Linked DNA regions of Acanthopagrus latus: region 2 is linked to region 1. The links are chromatin contacts, called in public Hi-C maps. All regions are on one chromosome and are shown on one strand. Each heading gives the region's core, a stretch centred on a gene start, on an enhancer-like site or on the middle of the called end of the contact. The rest is flanking DNA. Distances are from core to core; before and after follow the strand shown. Region 1 holds the start of htr1aa (5-hydroxytryptamine (serotonin) receptor 1A a). Region 2 holds the start of ipo11 (importin-11).

Region 1 (7,231 bases), core at 3,011-5,510:
CTGCCCCTGTTAGCCCCCTGGGACATTCCACACTGTTGACAAAGACAAAGTCCCCCTGGTGAGCCCCATTACAATAGGTGCACTGTTCATGGCCTCACTATTGTCCTGTGTGACCTATAGAAAACACACTGCTATGGAACTACTGAATACACAAAAATAAGGTGAAAAAACCAGAGCCACCTTTTTTTTTCTCACGTCCAATAGCATGGCGTCAGCTTTTTTCAATCTGGGGTGAGTGATTGCGTGTGTCGTTTTCATGGAGAATATATAAATCCTCAAAAGAATGATGAAACAAACAATCACTTTACTTGCCCCTGAGGAATCTGCTAGACCCAAAGTAAGTCTGCAACCACAATTAGTTTTTATTCACATTGCCAGGAGATGAGTTTGCATCTCAGTCGTCTTTTACCCTGTTCGTCATCAAAAATGCGTTGGAAAACCTGAGAGCAGAAGACCAGGCTACATCCAAAAGACGTTGAATTGTGTTTTTAAAAGTCTTCATCACATGTTTTTTTCAAGAGAAAGAGCTGGTACAGAAGTTGCTAAGGAGTGAGATATCTTCCTTCTTTTTCAATCTTTGTTGGGAGTTGCATATCTCTAGTACCCATCAGGCAGCTCACAAGAACGGAAGCCGCCAAACAGTGGTTATTTTTTAAAATGTCTTTTACTTCAGTCACTCTTTCAAGCTCAGCGCCGACAGAACAATGTTCAATCTGAGAGCTAACAGCCTCAATTCAGCACACGTGATGAGGGATGATTATCAGCATGTTCAACCGGGTATCATGTTTACATCATGGCCGATCTCATGGCCAATAAATACCCATGACTTCTGCAGTGCCAGGAGTAAATGCCAATTATACACATTCACACTGAAGGCAAAAGCCAAATGTAGAAAAAAAGTTCTGCACTGGGTCGAGAAAGATAGTGAGGTAATACTGATGCAACAATCAGGGTCCTCTTCAAGGATAGGGCCTAAAAGAGGATGTTAGTGATTAGCAGACAGAAAGGAACCTGAGGCATAATAATTATTACAAATCCTTCACTTAATCAACTTGGTTCGATTCAAATAGTCTTCATCAGGGCACAGCAATTATTCCCTAAAGCAAACGCTGATGTATTTTTTATTACAAATGTCAGGATAACCTGTTCAATAGCAGTTTGTTCTGACAGGCTGCTGTAGTGTTTCTAAATAGAAAATCTGAGGAGGAGGAACAAGAGATTCTTTGTCTTTAGGATAAAAATATGAAATCCAGTGTTATTATGGGTTAGGTTAAGTGAACTGTTCAAAGTCATCATTCTAACTCATCACATTTTAATGACTTTATATAACACATATGTAGGACTGAAAGTGATCTAGAGTAACACTTTAGTTTTAATTGTGAAGTTTTGAGCATTCTGAGCATGCTTTGAGGAGCCTCTGTAACAGCGTTTCATCTGGGAAAATGTTTCATGTGAGAACAAGACTCCTCCACATGACAGGGTCACATAATAAACTACAAGGTAAGACTCTCCACAGTGAAAACACTACAGAGACCTCGTCTGCACTGAAGATCACATATCTCAGTGAACTGAGAAAACCTGAGGACAGAAATGCCCAGAAGAAGAGAAGAGAGAGAAAAGCAAACCCGGCTCATCAGAAGGACGTCTGAGCAGAGACGGGTTAGTAAATGCACGACACTACATACTAAAAAGAGAGTTTTTGGACAACTCACATTAGCAGATGTTTCCTCCGCTTGCCGCCGTCCTGCCAGTGAGAAGCATCGATCTCCATATGTGACGTAACATGGAGGTGAATTAAGGTGAACCGCTCCTAAAGCTTAATTCCATATAAATGCACAGATAATTTGTTGTTTTGTTGTTAGCAAAAAACAATATTGACCTTGAAGTTGAAAAAGGAGCCTCATATAAGAAACAATACTAAAATCAAAAGCCGGAAAAGTCACGTGAGATATCGTGTGGATAGTTGTTGCTGGAAGACAGCAGCGGTTCACCTTAACTCTCCTCCAGGTTAGGTCACACTCAGACATCGATACCTCTCGGCTGCCATGACGGTGGCTAGCGGAACAAAGCTAGTGCTAAGGTGAGTTGTTAGAAAAACTTTATTTTTAGTAAACTCTGTGTACACAAACAATGTTCTCAATGCTCGTGTTCCTGTGTAGAGACCCTGGTGATACTACGAGCAAAGTTTCATGTTGTGTCGAGCCCTCTTAGTGTTTTAAAAATAGAGATTTTGATGCTATTGCTAATTTGCCCTGCGCACTCCCATTTAAAATGAGTTTGACCTGAAAACAAAAATACTGTAAATCTTAAAAGTGCCTCTTTCGTTGTAGTTATGCTTTTCCATGAAGGTTTGTCTCATATATACATTCACAAAAAAAGCCTAGGTCGCATTTTGGCGAGAGTTTCACTTTAAGTATTCAATAGGTTTTGAGTTTATTTACACATTTTAAACACATGAAAACAAAGAGATTAAGATGTTATTTAGTAAAGTTATTTTTTAGAGGCAGCGGCAGCAGTGAGTGGGATTCAGTGTGAGATGGTGGACAGGCAGCATCTGTTCAGCTGGCAGAGATGAGACAAAAACTTTACCTCCAAAATGTTTCAATAAACTATAACTATTTTTAAAGCAGTAATTAAAAAAAAATCTTCACCTTCAAGGCTCAAAAATTCATGATAGGGTTATAATTGACCTGCTGTGCAGCTCACAGATGTCTCCTTAAACAGTGTTGGTCTGCAGGGAGATGCTTATTGGGCAGCAGAGGGATTTTTCACTGCAGTACTGCAAGTGACCAATAGGTGGGAATTTAAAGCGAGGCCGTTGAGGTCCAGGTGCTATCATACATCCATGGTGTTGCTTTTGTAGCTGTAGTGAAAGGTAAATGTGTAAAAAGGTAATACTGACTTAAAGCAACATTACATAACTTTTTATCTTAAAATACAACCTTCTAAATCATTTTGATGGTACAGTGTCTTGAAATTGGGTGAATGGTGTCTCTGTCTCAGCCACTCCTCCACTCCCATCACTGGTTTCTGCACTGTGTAACATCAGTGAGAGGGCAGGATCACAGCGCTACATACAGTTTTAGTTCAAGACACGAGTTTTCGACACCTAACGTTGTTATGCTGTAATGAGTTTTGTTCGCAGCCAGCACCTACATGTCGCCTGACAAATTGTCACACACCTGGGATTTGTGTTTACAACAGCAGTGTTGCACTCAGAAAGTGTGTGTGTGTGGGGGGGGGGGGGGGGGGGGGGGGGGGTGTTACCAAAATGGCCACATTTCCACATGGTGTTGCTTTAATTGATTATAGTCATTCGCTAGAACCAGGAACACATTCTCTACACCTTGTGCATGGGTTATTTTGGGGGGGGGGGGGTTTGTTTTGTTTTTCTACCCATTTCACTTCAACTCCAGCTTAAATTTTCATGAAAACTCAGATCTAGAACAACTGAAACCCTGCTGCACCCCCCTCCCTCCCTCCCTCGGCTCTGCACGAAGCATTTTGTTCCCCCTCACCAGCTGTTTTTACTCCACCTGCTGACATTATTAGTTGGCAAACGCAACTATTGTCCTCCCCTCCCCTTCTTCCTCCCCCCTTTCTCTCACACACATAGAGATTGATTCTCATCTCTTCGACCACCATCTCCCCCGGCAGCTCATCGCCTCCCTCCCAGGATCTTTAATTCGCCTTCTGCTCCAAGTCCCGAGAGAGGTGTCCGCCATGTGTTGCAGTACCCGCCGTGGGCAGCAGATGGCAGCAGCTCTCCTCTCTGGCCCGTCGTGGCGCTGTCCCTGGTCCTCAAACCACCTCTCGCTCCTAACAGCGAGGGCTTACCTCGCTCTCCGTCATGGCTCGAAACGTACGGTTTCTGCTTGAACTCATTTAAAAAAATATAAATTAAAAAAAAAATCTCTTTGAGGTCTCAATAACAAAAAAGCACATGTTTCAGGTGAAATTTTAAACCAAAAGTTAATTACAAGTAATGAAAAATGACGATTTTGTATCAGTTTTTCTTCGCAATATTTTTAAGAGATAGAACTTTATAACTGCTCCTCCTGACTGACTCCTGCCTTTTAAGGTGTAAACTAACAACAAAACAAAATTGAATTAAATCCACAAACTGTCAGATGTAAAAAATAAAGAGAGAGAGAAGAGGGCAGGGGAGCTCTGCGCCCTCATCGGCTGTCTGCAGTGAAGGACGGAGCAGCGAGGAGAGCAGAGGCACAAAACTCCAGGGCGACCTCCACACGGTCTGACGTACCCGAAACTGCTCGTATAAATGAATTCACGGCGTCACCGAGCTCAGATGAATTCGCAGTGCCAGTGAGCGCACCCGGCTGTCAACGCTCACGGGCTCCAACACGCACAAACCTCCCCCTCTCCATCTTTCTCTCTCTCACACACACACACACAGACACACACACACACAAACTCACAAACACGTCTGCGTCATGCGTCCTGAGAGCGACGGCACGAACGCGGCAACTCCGATGGACCCCGGTAAAACGCACAGCGGCAGCAGTCTGCGGGGCTGACTGTGTCCTGCTTATCTGTCCAGCTGCGTGTCCCCCGCCCCCCCATCACTGCTCTGGGAAAGTTGCGCTCCGAGTGCGCTCGCATCATGGATTTTCTAACAACGAGCGGCAACGACAGCAACGCGACCGGCGGTTACCCTGACGGGGTGGACGTGGTCGCCGACTGGGACGCGGGCGAGAATGGCACGGGGTCTAGGTCTGTGCCGGACCTGCAGCTGAGTTACCAGATTATCACCTCTCTGCTCCTGGCGGCCCTCATCCTCTGCTCCATATTTGGCAATGCGTGCGTCGTGGCAGCCATCGCCCTGGAGAGATCTCTCCAGAATGTGGCAAACTACCTGATTGGATCTCTGGCCGTGACTGACCTCATGGTGTCGGTGCTGGTTCTGCCGATGGCGGCCCTCTACCAGGTTTTGAACAAGTGGACACTGGGGCAAGAGATCTGCGATGTGTTCATCTCTCTGGATGTACTGTGCTGCACATCATCCATCCTGCATCTGTGCGCAATTGCTTTGGACAGGTACTGGGCCATAACAGACCCCATTGACTATGTAAATAAACGGACACCGAGGCGAGCTGCGATCCTGATTAGCGTCACCTGGCTAATTGGTTTCTCTATCTCTATTCCGCCTATGTTAGGCTGGAGAAGCGCCGAAGACAGGGCGAACCCCGACGCCTGCAGCATCAGCCAGGACCCGGGCTACACCATCTACTCCACGTTTGGGGCTTTTTACATCCCTCTCATTCTCATGCTCGTCCTGTACGGGAGAATATTCAAGGCCGCGCGGTTTCGGATTCGAAAGACGGTCAAGAAAACCGAGAAGGCGAAAGTGTCGGACAAGTGCTTGACTGTGTCTCCGGCCGTCTTTCACAAGAAAACCAACGGGGAGGCCGGGGGCAAAGGCTGGAGGCGCGGCGACGAGTCCAAACCGAGCTCTCCGTGCGTAAACGGCGCGGTGAAGCACGGGGAGGAGGGCGAGTCGCTGGAGATCATCGAAGTTATCAGCAACTCCAAGACGCACCTTCCCCTGCCCAACACCCCCCAGTCCTCGTCGCACGGCTACGAGAACATGAACGAGAAGAACTCGGGGGCGAAGAGAAAGATCGCGCTGGCCAGGGAGCGCAAAACGGTGAAAACGCTGGGGATCATCATGGGGACCTTCATCTTCTGCTGGCTGCCCTTTTTCATCGTGGCGCTGGTGCTGCCTTTCTGCGCGGAGAGCTGCTACATGCCCGACTGGCTGGGCGCAGTCATAAACTGGCTGGGCTACTCCAACTCCCTCCTCAACCCCATCATATATGCCTACTTCAACAAAGACTTCCAAAGTGCTTTCAAGAAGATTATAAGATGCAAATTCCACAGAGCGTGAAAACATTGGTGTTGGCTTAAAAACTCGGGAGTAAATCAAACGGACAGCAGGACAAAAAATGTTTACTGACTGTATAGAACAGCAAAAAAACAAAAACAAAACAAAAAACAAAAACAAACAAACATAGACTCTCATTCAGGGACAGTCTCTCTTCGGCCTGTGTTGGAGGAGCGTGTAAAAAAAAAGGCAAAGAAAAAGAAAAGAAAATCCAGGGTCACTGATGAAATGAGACAAGACGGGAACTTTTCGCTCTCTTAATGTACAAGCCTCATGTTTATTCAGTGTTGTAGCTACAGTATATAGCCTTTACGCGACGGCAGCCATCGTTGTATTGCCATGCAAGACGTGTCATGTGCTGAATTTCCATGCATTTTACCCATGAGACACGCGGGGAGGGGGAGGGGGAGGGGAGGGGGTTCCGTCCTACATCACCGAGCTTTGTAGCACTGAAACAATAAAAGCAATCAAAGTTTGTCATTAAGAAAATATGAGTCCATTTTTGTTTTGGGGGAAATTTAAAAAAAAAAAAAAAAAAGTCAGGATCAGGAGAAGAGATCAGGGCCACAGCTTCACCTGGGACCTGTCGGATTCATGCATTTTCTTTTCCATGTAGATTACAAGGAATGAGCCCTTACAGTAGCTTTGACAGGCTACACTCATGATGATGATGATGATGATGATGATGATCAGGTTATCAGTGTGTGTGGTGTGTTTGGGGCCCCGCAGGTACCAAACAAACCCTGCTGCCAGATCCATCTCAAAGCTGGAATCAAAAGTAGATTGGCATTTTCTAGAATGGAGGCTGGTATTACATTTATGATGTGTTCTCAATCTTTCTCCCACCATCCCATCTCTCTATTTCTGACTCCCAGATTGTCTCCTGTGTGTGTGTGTGTGTGAGAGAGAGAGAGAGAGAGAGAGAGAGAGAGAGAGAGAGAGAGAGAGAGAGCAAGAGAGAGAGAGAGAGAGAGAGAGAAACAAGAACAGACTCTTTTTTTCTCCTCTCCCTATATGTCATACAGTAACATGTCCCATAGAAGGCCCAGTAGTGCTTTGAGTGCTCGAGAAGACAGTGTGTTAACATCATATAAATCAGTGCTAAATTTAGCACACACACACACACACTCATTATAACACATGATGTAGAGGGATGCTCAGGGCAAACAGAACGGAGAGGAAACCTCCTCGCTGCGTGGCCGCTGTCATCAATCAAACAAATCCACTTACTGTAGATGGAGAGATTAAAGAAGGTCAGGTATCAAAAGAGAGAAAAACAACTTTCAGGAAGAAGCCCCAGTGAGGGCTATATGGCTCGTTGGCACG
Region 2 (6,525 bases), core at 586-3,085, 170 kb after region 1:
AAGTGAAAAATACTTTGAGGAGAAGAGGGATGGGCTGAAAGTCCAGCTAAACAGGCCAGACTAGCACCTAATGGTCAGCCAGAGTTATTTATGAACCTTGCTTGTTTAGTTTATTAGTGAACTCACCTGTCACAAGCTGCTCTACTGGCCACCACAGATAATTCTAAACTTGTGGGAGAAACTGCTCTCTAAAATCAACCCAGACACACTCTGGATATGGCAAATTTGGGCTGGCAGTCTGAACAAGGCCTAAATCCTGCGTGTGTATGGGTGTCTGTCAAACTAAACTACTGCTACTGTTATCGAATCTCCAACAGCTGCATGTTTCCAGGAGCCATCACAGGTTGCTGTGGTGATGGAAGCTACTTTTCTTGCTTCTCAGGCTGATTCTCTATAAAGAGTTACACCAACAATGCAGTTTAGCTCCCAGCTTTTAGTGAAGAAACACAGTTGGGCTCCGCCTTTACAACATTTAGCATCTTTCAACACACTGCCACTTCTACAAATGTTCACATTCCCTCCAACGATTTTTTTCATCTTCCTTTAGGCCTCTCATTCATACTTTCAGCAAAAAATTACATATTAACCTCATATCCCACATCCTCTGTGCGGTCTAGGAATATGCTTTTCCACACTGTGACATACAAGACATTGCAGTTTAATTAAAAGCCCATCATGTCTCACCTCTGTACACGTCATTCCCCTTACACACACACTGTATAAACCAGGTGAGAAATGCGTGCGATCTCACCACATATTCTAAGAATTCATATCAAGGAACTTGCTTGTTGACATATAAAGGCAATTTGCAGAGCAATTATGTACATTGTGTAACAGGTAGCCTGTCAACATGACGCTTACAGGCGAGTATTGTTGTGCCGTAGCTAACAATAGCGGTTACACCTGTGCGAACGAACCTCTCAGGTCAACCCTGAGCTCAATGAGGGGCTTATCCAGCGTTAGCCAGCTAAGTGTCGGGTGTTTTACATATGCGATGGCCTCTGCCGCTAGCTAGCTTAGTTGTCAAATGCTGACTGAGTGAAAGAGAAAGGTGGCTGCGACATAACCATCCTCTGACGTCCATACATGCTAAACGTTTAAAGCTTCATCTCTGGCAACAAAAACGAAACTCACGACGCAGCTAAGATTGATTTGACAGAAGCCGAGTTATCATCTGCCTGGCCCTTTTACAAAATACAGCTGTGTGCATTCACGGGCCTCTCCCTCTCTGTGTGACAGGATAGGGACGTTGTTAAGATACAGATTTTAACATCTTGGTTATCAGATCTGATAAGAGACGTGCTTCGAAGTGGGTTAGCTTGTTTTGAAAACGCAAAGGAGGACCAACACATGCTCAATGGTAAAGGGTCGGAGGGGAGCAGCAGCAGTAACATTACATTCACATGTTTGATCCCCAGGTGAGTTTTTTAGCTTGGGTTGCGTTAGTATCGCTCTCTGCCCGAGTCATCTGTTATGAAATTAAGATAACAGCCCATTCACCCGTGAAACGGGCGATACTGAGTCCCCCAAGCGTGCACACCCCAAACACCAAAGCTAACTTTGGGCTAGCCAGCGAGCTAAACTTATCCAGTACGGACCCAAGGGCCGACAACGTCCGTCATGCCAAATAACCTCTTCCTTCAGGCAGATGTCTCAAAACTGAAACCTCAAACCGGACTCACCTAAGAGACTGACGGCAGAAAAGCAGAGTATGTGCTTGTAACAGTGGCTGCTGAGGCTCCACCACTGGTAATGTAATGAGAGATGGAAACACACGCTTGTAGGAATGGCGCGAGCCACAAAGCAGGCGCGCGCTGATGACGTAGGAGGTTTGGCAGAATTCATCATCGTCATGAATGAACGCAGCCAGCTGCTGCTGCTGCTGCGGCAGATGTGCAGATGCGCTCCCTCATCTCACCAGCACTGTTTATACTTATTACAGTCAATTTATTTACATTTTACTGTCATCGTTGTTCTTATCATTGTTATTATATTACGTTTCATAAACTTTTTAAATAAGATTTGACGTGCAATATTACATTTTATTGTTCTCACGACTTAGTTTTATCTATTATTCTTTATCTTGTATTATTTTATCTATTCAGTTTATTGCAGTTGCTGTGCATTAGTCTTGATTGATTGATTGATTGATTGATTGATTGATTGATTGATTGATTGATTGATTGATTGATTGATTGATTGATTGATTGGTGTTGTTGGTGTTGTTGTTGTCTTTTGGAAAACATACAGCAATATAACTTCTCTATGTATTTGTATATCTGTATATATTTTTAGAAATAAATAAATACCTGTCCCATTTTTGATGACCTTAAATTCCTTGATTTCAAATTCCTAAATATATTTTGTTTGCGATTAAAATCACAGAAAATCTGAAAATCTGGAAGAACAAACATAATGAGAATCCTTACCTCTAACATCATGCATACACATCTTTCCTGTATATAGGTAGAATTGTGTTTTGCTCAAAACATTTTGCTCAAGTTTTGGTTAATTCAGCAAAATCAATACCTGAAAAATCTGAGCACTCAATCAAATTAATGCAAAAAACATGTGCAACTCAAGTATTGGCATCAATGCCTCTTGTTTATTGATTTGCAAAATAGCAATCCAAACAGGCATTATGAAAGTGAAAATGACAGAATGAGAAAAAGATAAGAAGATAAAATGATGAGCAAATTAATAGCATCTCGCAGTAGACAACATCATCATGTCAGCCATCTTTAAGCTTTGTGATAAGATAATGTTTGACCGCTCACGAGCAGACAGATTCCAGAGGTCACTTACAGACACACACTCTTTCCACTTTTCCAAATGCTGACAGCTAATGTCCAAAAGACACACAGCAGCATGAAAATCCAAACAGAGATGTGTCTCTGGCAACTTAACAAGACTGCAATTTTCACTTGTTTGAGCTATGATTCCATGGTTAGACAGGCTCTACAAGACACTCAGTTTTCTTCAACGGCCACTTAATTACTTTGGCTGTTTTCCAAAAAGGATACATCTCTCTCCCCATATCCTCTTCTCCACACACACCTTTTTACACTTTGATCGCACCATCATACTGGTCACATTGAATATAGTGAATTATGGTTCATAGCATGCAAGATCTTCTTACTTATCATGCCCCCACCAGAGTGAGAAATCGCTGTTTTTTTGTTTTGTTTTTTTTGCATTTATGAACACATCAGTATTCTATGCCATCAATAGAATACTGACTATTTTGATGGCATGCGTTTTTGTTTGTAAAAAAAAAAAAGAAAGAAAGAAAAAAGAAAAGAGACAATTCCAGTTAAAATGTTTCACACCCTGCTCAACTTCAGTGTGGTTTATTTTGCAGTCACCACACATACAGTGCATCACTCAGGGAAGCATTTGAGGAAGTGCAAATATTTGGGGCAAATAGCTTTTGTATTTGCACAGAACCCAATTGAAGGTACAGTGGGTGGGCAGAGGATCAGCTTTGGTGGGAAGACCGGTTCAGTAAAGTAATCCGGATGGTTTCATTTACCTGCCACTAGCGTATTGACTCAAGACTCTTTTTTCGCTCTATATTTTTTAATACCATTCTTTAATAATGCATGCTCAAGTCTCGGTCTTCATTACTTCTGTTTGTATCAGTGAATGACTCGTTCTGTGGTTCAGTGGGTTTTTGGGCTACTGATCAGTTTCCTGGACGAACAGTCTGTCACTGAGCTGTAGCTCACACTAAAATTCTCAGCTCGTGGTGATGTTATCATGGACCCCAAAGCTTTTCATGGCACGTCCTGCCTGACTCTGGCTCTGATTGGTCGTCTTTGTTGGTTGGTGTAAGAATATTAGGGTAAGCCAATCAGAAGCAGAGCAAGGTGGATATTTGTTTTGTTTTTTCGCGGCATTGCGAAGGCATGACCTGCCCCACCAGCCCCACTCCTCATGCCTAAACATAACAAACCCAAGGCTAAGAGATCTAGCCAGGCAGAGGCAGAGGAGGGCATTTTACGACTGACTTCTCACTGTTAGACGAGATAAGATTGCACTTGTGTATTGTTCTGTTGTGACTCTCTCTTTGAAGCCATATGTTCATACTGCTGGAGCAGCTTCTCATAAATTATCATCAGCATGATGTATGAATGAATGAACAGTGTGTGAGTGTGTGAGAGAGCCCACCATTGCTGTAAATTACTTGGCCTCTGTGTTTAATTAGTTTGACTTTTGTTTAATTTTGGGCTCCTATTTATGAGATATCTGGCAGAGGCCTATGACTGCTCCTGCTCCTGCTCCTGTTTCTGCTCCTGTGTGTGTGTGTGTGTGTGTTTCTGCAATGGGAGTGGCTATTCTCTCTTTCTGTCATTCTTTTGACTTGCTGAATTAAGATCTGTCCCTCAGAGCAGACAGAATCACACAGAGAGGCTGACAGCTGGAGTTTGCTGTTGTCCCGGGCAAGCATGGATCTCATGGATTTGTTTTTCATCTCTCTTGGCTCTGCGGTCGCTCTCTACTATGGAGTGAAACTGCTGCTTTTCAGTAGGATGCTTTTCCCAAAACTGTGGTTTCCAATTTCAGAGTCCTTTTTCACCTCTATGGGAGAGTGGGCAGGTGAGCGGGCATTTGTGTGTGTGTGTGTGTGTGTGTGTGTGTGTGTGTGTGTGTGTGTGTGTGTGTGTGTGTGTGGGTGTGTGTGTGTGTACGTGTGTGTGTGTGCATATATTGTTATGTATGTCAGACCCGCAGTTGGCTAATAAATGCAAGGAATTTGATAGATGGCTCAATTAAGATATAACAAGTGACAACATGCCTTTGTGATAAAACACAATTGATATGTTGTGTGTCGGCTTATCAGAATGTGCCTGTGCATGCAAAAATCTGCAAATACTTGACTTGTCTGAGCTGGCAGATGAGACAAGATAACACTTTTCACTGTTAGACGGGATAAGATTGTGCCTGTGTGCTGTTTTGTTGCTACTCTTGAAGCCATATGTTCATTTTGTTGGAGCAGCTTTTTATATTTCATCACCAATGTTACGCATGAATTAACAAAACATACGGAAGCTCAAATGATTTATTCTACTCGAATATGACACAACATCCAGTCTGAGTTGTCTGCAAAATGCTCACTACCTATGTGGTTATAGTTTAAGGATTGTACTTGAATGACAAGGGAGGCAAACTGGTGTCACTGGTCAGTATGATCTGGCCCATCCTCCGAAAACATTTGCCATCTAGTGCCTTTCGGGAAGGGTTGACAGAAGGAGTAATCGATGAAATGAAAGGAACAACTGCCTTCTCTAGAGCTCTTGCAGACAATCATATGAACTAGAGGACAGTGTCAGTTTTTTAATCTCAATACAACTGGGGGCACACAGGCAGCTCTGGCTCGCCCCTCAGACTGTCTCCCAGAAATTACGCAACATTCCTCTGCAGGTCCCAGAGCAGTCTTAAATAACTTGCAAGCATCTTGGCATCTCCTGAAGAGGTTATTCATTCTCCCAGAGCGCTAACAGAAGCCTGATTAAAAAGCCACAGAACTGGGCCGATCTGTCTTTTCTTTCCAGAGTCCACCTCCATTCCATTACAGCACAGGAATAACAGCCACCAGAACAGCATGTTCCAGGCTGCAGACACCCTGTCCCCTTGTGTCCATTTGCATTTGCAGAGTTTGCGTCTCCCCCAGAGTCTTTTCAATGTCAAGTGGCCACAGCACTACTACCACGGTCAATTCAGGACAATGCAAATGTGAAATGAAAGTTCACAGTGAGTGTATGAGTACAGATGTTTGCATCTTTGCCTTTGATTGAATAGAATGTGTATTTGAGGACAGTGCGTAGGTGCCTGTGTCAAGAATACATATTTAGAGGTAGTCTCTATAATGATTTTTAATGGATATTCCTAAATTTACCAAAGTCAAACATGAAACAGGTGTCATTTGAACCATATATAGATATGTACTGTGTAGATACACCCATCAGTAGCAACACTACACTATTTGAATCTACAAAAGAAATAGTATGGATTAATAGCAGCAGAGTGAAGCGGCAGCCACCTTCCAGCTCTCTTCCTAAATGACACTTAGGGGAATTTTTGCTGGTTCAGGAGGAATATGTAATATATTATGTGTTGCCATTGGACCTCCTCCAGTTGGACATGCTTCTTGATCAAGGTTAAGAAGAAGCATTACTCTCCTTACTCAACCCTGTCCTCTTTCTGAAAGTCTGACATCCTCATTCTGACCATAATAGTGAGCCATCTACAAACATTACCCAGAGATATTTGAGCTCCCTCACATATAACAGTATTGGCTATAACATTCTGCACCAGAGTAATTATTACTTAGTAGCTCATATCAGAAAATGTTAGTAAATGTCTGCGATTTTGTTGTTCCTATCTTTACATGTGCAACATGTAATGCTTCACTGTCTGTCTTGGGAGAGAGATCCCTCCTCTGTGGCTCTTCCTGAGGTCACTTTCATTTTTTTCCTCCTGTTAAAAGGGTCTTTTAACGTTTTATGGTGAGTGGTTCTTCCT

What was found. A called contact is a pair of places that touch in the nucleus more often than the background predicts.
Region 2: a contact with region 1 is called in a Hi-C map of muscle, with 4 times the contacts expected there. The contact joins the promoter of ipo11 here to the promoter of htr1aa in region 1. A contact is called at or near these places in 3 of 4 Hi-C or Micro-C datasets (liver and muscle).

The regions. Positions count from the first base shown.
Region 1 is chr5:23,474,899-23,482,129 of fAcaLat1.1, forward strand. It overlaps htr1aa (5-hydroxytryptamine (serotonin) receptor 1A a), which reads left to right and starts at 4,261. Exons shown (of 1, transcript XM_037098316.1): 1 at 4,261-6,320. The coding sequence starts at 4,625. The coding sequence ends at 5,908.
Region 2 is chr5:23,648,377-23,654,901 of fAcaLat1.1, forward strand. It overlaps ipo11 (importin-11), which reads right to left and starts at 1,836. Exons shown (of 30, transcript XM_037098513.1): 1 at 1,683-1,836. It overlaps hsd17b3 (testosterone 17-beta-dehydrogenase 3), which reads left to right and starts at 4,402. Exons shown (of 11, transcript XM_037099518.1): 1 at 4,402-4,599. The coding sequence starts at 4,449.